Regions from separate parts of the Mus musculus genome. Here region 2 is linked to region 1. A link is a contact called in public HiChIP or PLAC-seq data. All regions are on one chromosome and are shown on one strand. The core of a region is the stretch at or near the end of the contact, and the rest is flanking DNA. Distances in the headings are between cores, read along the strand shown.

Region 1 (6,367 bases), core at 2,506-5,005:
CCCAACAACTGGAGCAGGAGCTGTTCCTGAGCCTGTTGACTGCCTGTGGATCCCATGTCCCTAAATGGACTGCCTTGTCTGAAATTTGATGTGCAGGGGTGAGTGTGGGTGAGGTGGTAGGTGGGGTGTTGTGTTAGTGGGGGGTGGTACCCAGAGGGGGTTTCTCTTCCTCAAAAGAGAAGGGGAAGGTGGAATTAATGGTGTGTGTGTGGGGAGGGACTTGAGGGAGACCTGGGAGGAAAGGAAAGGCTGATATTGGGTTGTAAAGTGAATAAATAAATAAAAAAAAAGGATGGAGGGGAAAACTCTGGATGTGCCTGTCAGGTTACAAATTGTCCTCACAGTCTCAATTGTTAATACAATGTCCCCCAGACAGCATGTCACAAACATGCTCTCACTGAATGGAGACCTCTATGTGCTGGAGACACAAGTGGTCAGAATTGACTAAGGACTACAACTATGTTCTTTTTTCCTCTTTATTTCTAATTATTTGCCAACTCTTCTCAAGGAAGCCTGGTAAAGCCCTACCTTCACAATTTCTAGATATTTGAGCATTTTTACTGGTCCACTATCTACTGAAAGAAAAGGCCTCTAGCCCGTGGGGTTTCAAGGATCCAGCCTTTTAAGATGCATCTTGGAATCATGAGTTCTCTCAGAAGAAGAAGAAGAAAAAAAAAAACAACCCAAAGTGATTTGGACTATTAGTCCCATTTTAAATTTTTTTATGATTAATTTATTATTTATTTGTGATGCATGTGGGGGTGTTGTATGAGGGGATATATCACATGTATGTATTGTATGAGGGGATATGTCACATGTATGTATTGTATGAGGGGATATATCACAATGCATGCATGGCGGTCAGAAGACAATTTCCAGAAATAGGTTCTTTCCTCCCACCACCTGGGTGCCAGGGAGTGAATTCTGGTTCTCAGGCCCGGCAACAAATGCCATTACCTGCTGAGCTGTCTAGCCCCACAACAGACCATTCTTGCCTGGTACTTTGGAGAGCTCAGGAAAAAAAAGTGCCAGGACCTTTGTAAATATGGAAATCGTAAACTGGACAACATTACATATTTCTCCATAATATTCATGTAACTATCAGCCTCCGTTATTGGGTAGTGAAGATGTGCACAGAAAAAGAAAAGGAAAAAGAAAAAGAGAAAGAGAGAGAGAAAGAGAGAGAGAAAGAGAGAGAGAGAGAGAGAGAGAGAGAGAGAAAGAAAGAGAAAGAGAAAAAGAAGAGGAAAAAGAAGAGGAAAAAGAAAAAGAAAAAGAAAAAGAAAAAGAAAAAGAAAAAGAAAAAGAAAAAGAAAAAGAAAAAGGTTTATGTCTGCAGATCTCTGAGGAAATGGGAACACTGTTTCTTCAGTTGACAAGGAATCAGAGCATGGCCAGCTTAGCTTCATCCAAAGGATGTAGTTGCTGCTTGCATCGCTTCCTATGAACTACGACGAATAGTTGCTGGTTGGATCTGCCCAGGCGTCTCTGGCTGCCAGGTCTAAACCTGAATCTGTATATTTGGTTTATGAGACCATCAAGGCTCACTCTGCATGCGTCATATCAAGCACAGGCTCAGAGGAGAAGGTACACCTGCTCATACTGATGTCTCTCAGGCTCTGTGATGGGTCTCAAGCCCATCATCCTATTCCTCACACAACCCTAACGTGTCCCCCATTTTATAGGCGAGAAAGCTGAAGGTTTGAGGCCAATAACTCCCGGAAGTTATGAGGACAGTGTTGGAGCTGGTACTCAATCCATACCTCGAGTAACCTTGGCAACCTGCTTCTTCCTTTGCTCCCCTGAACACAGAACACATTTCTTTTGCCTTTGGACTCCCCTCAAGTTCTAGTTCTGAGGCCTGACTGTCACAGTTCATGGCACCAGAGTGCTGTTCACAGTCTATGAAGACGCTTCTGCTAGCACTGATGCCAGCACACTGTACGTCATCATGGCCACACCACCATCCAGCGTTGAGTGTGAACTGGAGGGACAGACCTGTGTGCACCTGCTTCTATTTTCCAAATTTTTGAACTCAACTAGTCAAGGTAAACTGGACGGGAAGCTGGAGGAACCTGGGAACTGGGAAGACCACCCTTTCAAGCCACGGAGGACAGCAGGCGATCGGGCATGACATACCTACTCTTTAGGATTGAGCACATTTCCTCAAAAGCCAGAGTCAAAGAGGGAGAGCATCAGTCAGACAGCTTATTTCTCATCTTATTTCCCTACACATGGGCTGTGCTGTGTCTTCTCAGCATAGGCGAGTGGGTGGGCGGGAAGGAGGCAAGCTACCCTCTTAAACTGAAGAGAGAGAATGGCTAGGTTTTCTAGAAGTGGTAGTACTTGGCCTGGCAGTGGGTGGCACACAATCCCAGCACTAGAAAGGCAGAGGCCAGCTTGGTCTACAGAGTTCCAGAACAGCCAGGGCTATACAAAGAAACATTTCAAAAAACATCAAAAAAAGCAAAACAAAGAGGTAGTGCCTGAAATAAAGCTATTTAATAAATTGAGAGACAGAGACCATCTTGCTGGATATACCAGGCTGGCCTGGGACTCAAGTCTTCTTCCTTAGCCTTCCACGTGCTGGGAGAAGTCATGTGCTACCATAGTGTAGCTTCTCCCAGCCTGAAGCAGGCTGGTACAGACCTTGTCACCACTGAGGTGAGACCACCTGGGGTGGAGCCTTCCGAGCTAGATGGCTCTATTGTTCTGTCACATCTGGCTGGATCCAGGTGCCTGGATGGACTGGGGGTGGGGGGGTGGGGGGGTGGGGGTGGGGGGTGGGGGTGAGGATGGGCCTACCCCCTATATAAGCTTAGACTCTAAGTAAACTTTAAGGTGCCTTGAACAGAGTACTTTTGTCTTGGCGTCTTTATTTCTCTCCCCGTCTAGTCTCTTTCCGTCCCAGCCCACCTTTCAGGAGTACCCGGTTCATGTAGGCAGCAGGCGGCTTACAACTACACCATAGTGAGCTTTTAACTTGACCTTGAGGGGAAGTAGGGATAAGCAAGGCTAAACCGGCAGTTTAGATATTCCAGTGCAAGAGGTACCACACGCAGAAGTGAGCAACTGCTACAACCACAAAATGAACTTCCTATGGGTCAAATGCTGTCCCAAGCATTGTAATGGAGAACATCATGCCATTCCACTTGCTTGCGTTGTCTGTGTCTTTGATAGCAAATCAATCCCTTGTAGGCAGGAGCACCCTTTAATCCCCTCCTCTCTACCCCCACTGCTCAGAAGACTGCCTGCTATATTAGATCAAATTCAATAAATATTTGCCTTGTTTCCCATTTTTTCTGAGTATGTGTATAAATCCATGAATCTTAACATCAGCCTGACAGCATAACCTAACTCATATGTGAAGCGGAACATAAAAAACATCTTACATGACAGAATTTACAAAACTTGAAATTACCTGTATTTTATATTAGCATAAAGTCAAAAGCACCGGTCTGATTGTCTCAGGCCCATCGATACACAATGAAAGGTTGTTTAGAGTTGCTATGAAAAACATTTGGGAATTCTAGAAAAAACAAAAGTTAGAAACGAGACTATTAGGGAAACTTCGCATCTATATTTTTGAGTTAGCTATATTTTTGAGTTAGTTAGATTGTAGAAGGCATCCTTTTTTGGGTAGTCACAGGGATCAGATTACAGATGCTGTTTTAGCCAAGCCTGGCCAGAGTCCCTTGGATAGTTTACACTTGTGTGCAGTCCATTAAGTTAGTCTCTATACATGGAAATGCTAGGTGTGATGGCACGTGCCTTGAGTTCAAGGCCAGCCTGAGCTATAGGGAGTGTCTCAGATCAAAACAAACCCTTTAGATGTTTGAGCACTGTTGGCAAAGACAGGACTGGGGAAGAGGTTCAGCTGGTAGAGTGTGTATGTAAAATGGATGAGATTCTCAGTGCTGCAGAAACCCAGAATGATGACAGAATGGCACCATGATGATGTATGCGTCTGGGAGGATCAGAAATTCACGATGATTTTATCTACCTACTTATTTTTTGGCTTTTTGAGACAGGGTTTCTCTGAGTAACAGCCCTGGCTGTCCTGGAACTTGCTTTGTAGACCAGGCTGGCCTCAAATTCACAGAGCTATGCTTGTCTCTGCCTCTTGAGTGCTGGGATTAAAGATATGTCGGGCTCAATCTTTTGTTACAAACCAGTTCCATAGATTGGGCTGTGTGAGAGGAGGAGAGGGAGAGGGGGAGGGGGGAGGGGGAGGGGGAGAGGGAGAGGAGGAGAGGGAGAGAAGGAGAGGAGAGGGGGAGGGGGAGGGGGAGAGGAGAGGAAGAGGAGAGGAGAGAGAGAGAAAGGGGGAGAGGAGAGGAGAGGAGAGGAGAGGAGAGGAGAGGAGAGGAGAGAGAGGAGAGAGAAAGGGGGAGAGGAGAGGGAGAGGAGAGGGAGAGAAAGGGGGAGAGGAGAGGGAGTGGAGAGGGAGAGGAGAGGAGAGAGGAGAGAGAGAGGAGAGAGAGAGGAGAGAGAGAGGAGAGAGAGAGGAGAGGAGAGAGAGAGGAGAGGAGAGGAGAGGAGAGAGAGAGAGGAGAGGAGAGGAGAGGAGAGGAGAGGAGAGGAGAGGAGAGGAGAGGAGAGAGGAGAGGAGAGAGAAAGGGGGAGAGGAGAGGGAGAGGAGAGGGAGAGGAGAGAGGAGAGGAGAGAGGAGAGGAGAGAGAGGAGAGAGGAGAGAGAGAGGGGAGAGAGGGAGGAGAGAGAGAGGGAGAGAGGGGAGAGGGGAGAGGGGAGAGGGGAGGGGAGGAGAGGAGAGGGGAGGAGAGGGGAGGAGAGGGGAGAGATATTGAGATTGTACATAAAAAGGTCATTTTGAGAACACAGTGAAGAAGCCTCTGCAAAATAAAGGCAGGCTTCCAGAGAACCCATCGCTGGCAAGCTGTGGACACGCAGCTTCCAGAACTGGAAGAAATCATTCCTTTAAACGACACAATCACAGTAAGAAGAGCAGTCTACCATGAGCATGAACAGGGAAGAGCAGAGAATATTTCTGCTTGCACTTACTTGTCTAATGTCCAAGGATTCCTGAACATGCTTTATCCTTATAATAATCGCCGTTGCTTTAAGCAAAGTTAACCCCTAAAATGTAAAGACTTTAGTTTTTTTAAAATGTATTTTTCCTTTATGCATATGGATATAGTGCTTGCATGTCTATCTGTATACTGGTTGGGTACCCAGTACTGACACAGGCCAGGGGTTATCAGGTGCCCTGGAATTGGAGTCACAGATAGTTGTTGAGCACCCTGTAGGTGCCGAGACTTGAACCTGGGGTCTTCTGGAAGAAAAGCCAATGCTCTTAACAACTGAGCTACCTCTCCATCCCCTGAGAGTGCAAACACTTTAAAATCACTTCCAATGGGGACCTAGGGCACATTGAACTCCATTTCTGCCCTGAAGTTTCTCATTCCACATAGAGATCTATCTGTATTATGCACAGTTGGAGTTGTTAGAAAGTCTGGGGCCTCTCTTTACTACTGGTAAAGTATTCTCAACATTCTAGCACTTATTCCCTATAGTGAAATTATTTGCTGTTTAAAATACAAATCCCACAATTACTGACCTTGAGAAATTAGATTCCCAATTAGTAGCTCTGAGTGACAAGATACCTCAGGATGATTCCTGATCTGCAGAAAGAATGCTTCTCTCCACACTCATCTTTATTTTCTAGGGTATCACTAGCTTATTGGACTGGTAGTAATGGCAGGGACGGGGGCTGATGGCAACCCTAACTTTGGTTGTTAATCATGGTACTGAGGTTCAAACCTAGGGCCTGACAGTGAGTTACAACCCCAACCCCGATACTGGGCTCCTTGGCCTGTGGTTCCAGGAGGTATTTCCTCTGTTTCCTTCTCCTCCTCCACATATCTTATCCTTCTTTGTTCTTTCCACCATGCCTGTGGCCTCCCTGACAGCCAGTTGCTTGGTTTTAAGTGGGTCAGTTCTGCAATGGCTGTTATGTGAAGGCACAGCATGTAAGGGCATCTTTGAGAGAGGGAGGGAGGGAGCGAGGGAGGGAGGGAGGGAGGGAGAGATGAGTCTGATAGCGGGGTTTGTGATCATCTGTTTATCTTTGGCACATGTGGGGAAGGGGGAAGACTAACTTAGAACATTGGGACGAAGTTCATCCCTTTGTCTCATTGATACGTCTTAAGAAATGCAACACAGGACATGGGTCATATCCGACAAGAAGTCTACTACTTGGTTTTTAGAGACAATGTCTTCTGTGCATGGCGGCACACACCCTCAGTCCCAGCACGTGGGAGACAGAGGGAGGCAGATCTCTAAGAGTTTTAGGTCCACAGAATAAGTACATACTGCCAAGGCTATGGAGACTCTGGTTTGTTGTTGT
Region 2 (7,073 bases), core at 2,121-4,620, 71 kb before region 1:
AAAAAACAGATGAAGTTCCTGGAGCAGCGGCAAGAGGCCCACCGACTCAAGTGCAAGATGAAAAACCATGGAGCAAATTGAGCTGAGGTGGAGGAGATGATCCGAGACATAGGTGTGGGACAGTCAGCGGTAGAGCAGCTGGCTGTGTACTGCGCGTCCCTCAAGAAAGAGTATGAGAATCTGAAGGAAGCTTGGAAGGCCTCAGGGGAGCTGGCTGACAGGTTGAAAAAGGATTTGGTGTTCTCTAGGAGCAAGTTGAAGACTCTCAACACTGAGCTGGATCAGGCCAAGTTAGAACTGAGGTCAGCCCAGAAGGACTTACAAAGTGCTGACAAGGAGATCGCCAGCCTAAGAAAGAAGCCGATGATCCTCCAGGAAACCTTGAGCCTGCCTCCGGAGACCAATGAGCCGGTCAGCCGCCTGGTTTTTGAGAGCCCAGCCCCTGTGGAGATGATGAACCCGAGGCTTCACCAGCCACCCTTCAGTGAATGTTACCTTTGATGTAAATACCCCTCAGCCCAGATCTCCGGCGCCCAGCATCGCCTCCCCAAGAAGCTGTGCCTGGAGAGGGCATGCTCTCCCGTGCAGGACGTCCCCAAGAAGGAGCGCAAAGTCTCCAAGCTGGAGTCCCAGCTCTCACTGGGTGGCCAGCGATGTGTAGGAGAGCCAGATGAAGACTGGCTGGTGCCTTCCCTCTTTTACTGGCTAGTTTTGTGTCAACTTGACACAGCTGGAGTTATCACAGAGAAAGGAGCTTCAGTTGAGGAAATGCCTCCATGAGATCCAACTGTAAGGCATTTTCTCAATTAGTGATCAAGGGGGAAAGGCCCCTTGTGGGTGGGACCATCTCTGGGCTGGTAGTCTTGGGTTCTATAAGAGAGCAGGCTGAGCAAGGCAGGGGAAGCAAGCCAGTAAAGAACATCCCTCCATGGCCTCTGCATCAGCTCCTGCTTCCTGACCTGCTTGAGTTCCAGTCCTGACTTCCTTGGTGATGAACAGCAGTATGGAAGTGTAAGCTGAATAAACCCTTTCCTCCCCAACTTGCTTCTTGGTCATGATGTTTGTGCAGGAATAGAAACCCTGACTAAGACACCTCTCTTCATCTAGAATGCTGTCCTGGGTCAGAAACAGCCCAACAGGACCACAGCAGAATCCCGTTGCAGCACAGATGTGGTAAGAATATGCTTCGATGGGCTTGGAGGACGAACAAAATTCATCCAGCCTAGGGACACAGCCATTATCCGACCAGTGCCTGTTAAGTCCAAGGCCAAGAGTAAACAGAAAGTGAGAATAAAGACTGTGAATTCTGCCTCCCAGCCCAAGCTGGACACCTTCTTATGTCAGTGAACGGTGACCAGAGTCATGTCTGAAATTAGTGGACCAAGACCTGGCCAACCGGAAGTGTTTTTGGAAAATGGCTCCTCTTGGACCAGTTCCTGTGTTCACTGCGCCCTGCACCACACTGGGGAGCCACGTGACCAGTTTACTGTTCTGATCAGCAGGGCCTACTTCCAGTTGCAGGGTTTTGCTTATAGCTACAAGCAGGTGTGGCTGGACTGCTTCTGTTTTTATAGAACAGGCTCACATTGACTCTCAGTGGATGGGAGAGCTGGAGGACCCTATGCAGGCTGGAGACCCTGCGCTTGAACCCTTGCCTGCCTCCAGCTTAGTGCTTGGAATTATGGGGGTGGGGAGGTGATAGGGAAAGGATGGGGAAGCCTTCTGTGTAAAAATAAAAAAAATAATAATGCTTGCCTAATTAACTAGCATGTAGATTAAAGTGCTTTGTAAACATTAATTAAAGATGCAGGGAGTTAGGCGAGGCCAGTGTGTTATTAGAGAAAAAGTTTTCTTCCCTTTAATCAGGTACTTCTTCTTCCTGGGGAAGACCAAGGTATGATCTCAGGACTGAGGAATTGGGCTCAGCCCTGTCAGCTGCCTGTAACCCAGTCATTTGTGTGGCCAGCCACTTCCTTCGCTTTCCATTAAATGGGGAAAATGCAAACATTTAGGGGGTACAGGTTGTCATTCGAGCCACACCAAGCATTACAGTGAATAAAATCCATGGCCCTGGCTTTCTCGCTGAGAACATTAGCTTCTGCCCGGTTGGGAAAGGCTGCCACAACAATGAGCTATTACTATTAGCTACTCAGAAATGTTCCCCCCGGTGGTAAAGATATCCCAACAATCAACAGGATCAAAACCGGGGCCTTTCTTCAGCCTCGTCGACCTCAAAAATCCCTCTCTGTAAAATAACCATAAGAAGTCAAAGGACCTGGCTGGCCAAGAAAATGGCTCATTGGATTGAGGCACTTGCCCTGAGCCCTGAACTCTGACCCTCGTGAGGGCAAGAGAGGACCAGCTCCTGAAGGCTGTCGGCTGACCTTCACTTTTTGAAGCATCTCTCTCTCTCTCTCTCTCTCTCTCTCTCTCTCACACACACACACACACGAATGAAGGAATGGATGAGTGGATGAATGAATGAATGAATGAACCAAAAGAAACAAAATCCTCAAAAAAAAGCAAGAAGGATTTTGACATTTTTCATGACAAGCAAATGATAAATATTTAAGGAGCTGGCCATGTTTACTCTGCTAAAAACCCTGTTCAGTGTGCACACATATGGGAACATCACATAAGTAACTCACATATGGACAATGCTTACAAGTTCATTAAACATGAATAGAGCTTGGCGTGGTGGCACACGCCTTTAATCTCAGCCTGCATTGGCTCTCTCTGAATTGGAGGCCAGCCTAGTCTACATAGTGAGCTCCAGGCCAGCCAAGGCTACATAATGAGATCCCTTTTCAAAAAAACAAAAACAAAGAAAGACTTAACCCCACGACCCCACAAACATTGTCTAAATGAATTAAACAAAATAATGTATGTTATGTGTCTTGTTTGAAAGTATACGTATTTCATAAATAACAGTCATTATTATTAAATGAAAATAATCTCTTCAGGATATTGTTGTTGGATGCCTGTAATCTCAGAAGTCAGGAGGCTGAGGCAGGAGGATCATGAACTTGAAGCCATCCTACATAATGAAATTCTACTTTAAAACAACAACAACAACAACAACGAAACTCTCAAAGTTAGTGGTGGAGTTGCTGGAGAAGTCCCTTCTTATTCAGGACTTCAAAAGCACATTGGTATTACGATTGCTCATGCTCAATTCAGTCTCACAAGTAGACCGAGAAGGCCTGACAGGCACAGCCAAGGGCTTTGGGCGCTGGCCCTTTAAGTATCGCGGGGACGCGCAGACTACCTCTGGCCGACTGGAGTCCGGCCGCCAGGAACGCGCGGCAGAGGTGCAGAGCGCTGGGCGGCGGAGCGCGCACGGCCGCCGAGAGCGCGCGGCGGGGAGGTGCTGGACGCCCTGGGGAGCGCGCTCCAGGCAGCCCGGGACGATCGGCGTGCGTGCGTGCACGACTTGCTGGCCGGAGGACGGCGTGAGCCCCGAGGGTCTCAGTCGGCGTGGACACCTGCGACCCGCGGAGGGGACTTGGCTCGGTGAGTTCCGCCCTACTGAGCGAGGCCAGGCCAAGCGCGGGACACCGGGAGCGGCAGCAGCTGTCGGGATCATCCAGGGCTCCCGGTCCGGGTCTTGGTAACTGGGGAAGCCCTTTGCGCGCAGCTGGGGCTCTGTCGTCGCCGAGGTCAGTGCCACCGGTTGGCCTCCATCCTGGGGCTTCGGGGATCGCGACGTGTGGCTTTTCACCTAGGGGTTTTCCCGAGAGCGAGAGTGGCTCGTGGCGTGTTGTCTGAGTTGAGTCTTTGGTCCCTTACCTTTCCTGGAGCGGACTGCGCGTGAGGACCGTGTCCTTTGCGAGGCTGAAACCCGGAGATGGCCAGAGCCACCTGTTAAACCAGTATCCTGAGCGAATCCTTCGGCAGGTTTTCCATGCCCCCGCCGGTTCCCCGCAGGTAACTGAATCGCGCGGGGATGTTTGTGTGGGTCTGCCGGGAGACCTGGGACGGTAGGGTTAGAAAGACCGAATATGTGGCTAATGAGACAGGGCTTAACAAAAGGCAGTCAAATAAACTGCAGCGTTTCCCTGAGACGGAAAGTTTCTCAACTTTTGTTTTACGGATTCTAAATTTAAGTAACTAACCCCCTCTAGGCACCTAACCACAGGACAACTCTGCCTGAACCTATTTGGTGCAAAGGAGACAATGAAGAGGGGTTTGTGTGTGTGTGTCCCCCTAAAGAGTAAAACTTTCGAGTCCCGCTGTGGGAAGATTCCCTCTGGCTCCAGTTTTAATAGATAACAACAAGAAGCTTTGTCCTAGAACGATCTAGAAATACCAAACCAGGTATTAAGTGTAAACTCTGGGAAGTGCTTGAAGGACAGACTCTTAGGAAAAATAATTTTCTGTGAGGTGCTCCAGTGTGTACTAAAACTTTGCCCTCATATTCCATGCCTGAATGTTCCAGATTGTTTTCCTAGGTGGAGGAGGTACTTTCGTTGGTGCGGCCAATGGTGCGGCCAATGTGGAAATACAAACAAATGCCCTATTTACTTGGGGCTGGGTGGGAAGGGTGGAAGTCGGGCTACGATCTTTCTTGCCAGGCTTGACAGCGTATGTATGGAATCTTCTGTATTTTCTTGCCCAGACCAGTAATAGCCTTTTTCTCGGTGACTGGTTCCTTTTAACAGTGACTCCAGTGAGCTTCTCACTGGAAAATTTTGGATCCTGATAATTTAAAAGCATTTTTCTCCTCTCACAGAAAACAGAAATTTGAAATTAGAATAAGTGGCAGTTATAAAGATGGGCTGTGTTTTTTGAAACTGAAGAGCCCCGTGGCACTTCGTTGAAGAGGGATTGGCCTGTTTTAATGCAGGCGTGGTGTGGCCCTCAGTTCCTTCATCCTTACATTTGTGGTCTCTTTCACCAGCTTCAGTGTTCTGAGCCCTGACTTGCGAATGCACATGCAGAATTTCTAGATAAGAGCCATATGGTCCAAACTGATTAAACCAGATCTGGTAATCCTGCCTTCGCCAGTGGCTGATGAGACACCTGGCCTCGGCTCCAAGGTTCTGAGACACCTCAGGAGCCTACAGTTGGCACCTTATGTTGATCTGAAGATCAGCTCAGGTAACTGATAGAGGCAGAGGACAGCCTTGAAACCTGAAGGGAGGACGTGGACGCTCTGGGTGGAGCAGAGCCCAGCACAGGAAATCCTCTGGAACAAAAAGTTGGAGTGTATCTTCTCTGAGCTGTTATGGGATGGATGCCAGCGGCCTCGGGGCCATTTGTAGGTGCCAGGGGAATCCTAGCAATCCTAGCAGCATCACAGAACTTGAGTGCTTTGACGGTCAAGGGCAGCATTTGTTTCTTCTTGGGGGTTCAGTGGTGGCTTCCTCATGGGTGTCCAACAGAGATGGCTCCCTGTCCAGTCTCTGAAGGCCTCTTGAGCATGCTGAGATGGCCTTCTCTTTGTATAGTGGCATCCCTGATAATGGCTTGTCTGTATGAACCACAGTGAAGTTTCTCCTCTCAGTAAAGCCCTTGCTTCCTCCCAGGGTTACAGCATCAATCTTGAAATTTGAGAGAATTTAACGAAAGATAGTGTTGTACTCACGGTCTGTGCAGCCTAACAGCCTATGTTTCTGGAGCAGAATCTGGTAGGTCTTTTTGAATGCCTATCACCATACTAGATACCTTGGTGCCGGAAAACCCGATTCTCATTCATCACTCTCTCCTGCCTGTCAGATTTTAGCTGATGCTGCTCTTGAACTTGATGCCTGGCAGAGGATCACCTTGAACTTCCAGTCCACCTATCTCTACCTCCCAAGTGCTGAAATGATTCTCATTAAGAAAAAAGAGTCTATTACATTTATTTGTGTGTGTGCATGTGTGCACATATATGTGCATGTGCCACAGTGCCCATGTAGAGGTCAAAGGACAATTTACATGGATGGGTTCTCTTTTTCCACCACGTGAGCCTCTGGTGTAGAACTCAGGTTGTCACATTTGGTGGCAAGCACCTCCACCCACTGAACCATTTCACCTGTTCAGTTATCATTTTTAATATAGTAAAATATAAAGTATATACATCTTAAAGTCTACTAAAGTGCGACACTGAGTATATTAATAGTGGTGTGTAGCCATCACACCTGTCTGATTCTAGAACTTTTCCATCACCCCTCCCCATTAAACAGTCTCCCTTCCCCCCAGGGGAATGAATACCCATTCATTAGTGGCCCCTGGTGGCCACTAACCTGCTTTCTGTTTCTTGGTTTGCCTATTCTCATACAGATGGAATTGTAAAGTATTTGGCCTCTGCAGTTTCAAGATTTGTCAGCAGCATATTGGTCCTTTATCCCCGCCCCCTTTTTTTGAATACACTGTGTTCCATCACATGTGTAGACCCCGTGTTGCTTGTTGAGGTCATCCTAGTGGTAAGAAGTCGTATCTCCTTGTGAGTTTGATTTGCAGTTGCTAATGACTAACAGTGTTGAGAAGTGTGCTAACTGGCAGGACGCGACGTGTGAGCATGCGCATGTGTGTGTGTGTGTGTGTGAGAGAGAGAGAGATGGGGAGTATATACACATAAGAGGTGGGGGGGGGCGGTGTCTAGTGTCTTCCTCAATCATTTTCTTTTCTTTCTCTTGTTATTGCTTCAGACTGTGTCCCTCTCTTTCCCTTTGGACCTGGAGCTAGGCTGGCTTGCCCACTGAGCTCCAGATAGCCTCCTGTGTCTTCCTCCCCCAGCCCTTCATGCTGTGGTTAGAGATGTGTACCAATGTGGCCAGCTTTTCCGAGGATGCCTGGCGGGCACTTTTCTAACTGTGATTTCTTCCCAGTCCTCATCCCCAGTTTGTTTGCTCCTGGTCAACCACAGCTTGACAATATTACCTGAGTACCGAGAGGGGGCACAGTCATGTGGCTGTTATTTCAGCATATTGTTTTAATCACTCTGTCGTTAATGATCTCTTACTGCGCCGAATTTATTTATAAGTTGAATTCTATCATTGAATATATGCGTACACAGGAAAAACGTTTCCTATGGGGTTCAGTGTGCTGCTCTGTAACGTGCATTTGTTGAGGTTCTTGGAGCGTGTCCT

What was found. HiChIP or PLAC-seq counts read pairs in DNA pulled down with a chosen protein or histone mark.
Region 2: a contact with region 1 is called in an H3K4me3 HiChIP or PLAC-seq map of embryonic stem cells, with 39 read pairs. The contact joins the promoter of Proser2 here to the enhancer-like site in region 1. A contact is called at or near these places in 7 of 484 Hi-C or Micro-C datasets (Sertoli cells, cumulus cells, embryonic stem cells and 2 more), 11 of 115 datasets of contacts at active chromatin or transcription factors (bone marrow-derived macrophages, embryonic midbrain, embryonic stem cells and 3 more) and 4 of 9 other capture datasets (adipose tissue, embryonic stem cells, liver and 1 more).

What each region holds. Positions count from the first base shown.
Region 1 is chr2:6,056,904-6,063,270 of GRCm38.p6, reverse strand. No RefSeq gene overlaps it. Among named protein-coding and RNA genes, the nearest start is that of Gm30136, 19 kb to the left of the region's middle. Within about 2 kb of position 3,755, at least 5 of the 459 cell types and tissues checked have an H3K27ac peak or open chromatin away from gene starts, as enhancers often do. A contact at or near this core is called in embryonic stem cells, where this site is marked.
Region 2 is chr2:6,126,482-6,133,554 of GRCm38.p6, reverse strand. It overlaps Proser2 (proline and serine rich 2), which reads left to right and starts at 3,370. Exons shown (of 4, transcript NM_144883.4): 1 at 3,370-3,513. Gm10857 (predicted gene 10857) reads right to left here and starts at 686. Exons shown (of 2, transcript NR_033470.1): 1 at 1-686. It also overlaps the pseudogene Gm13384.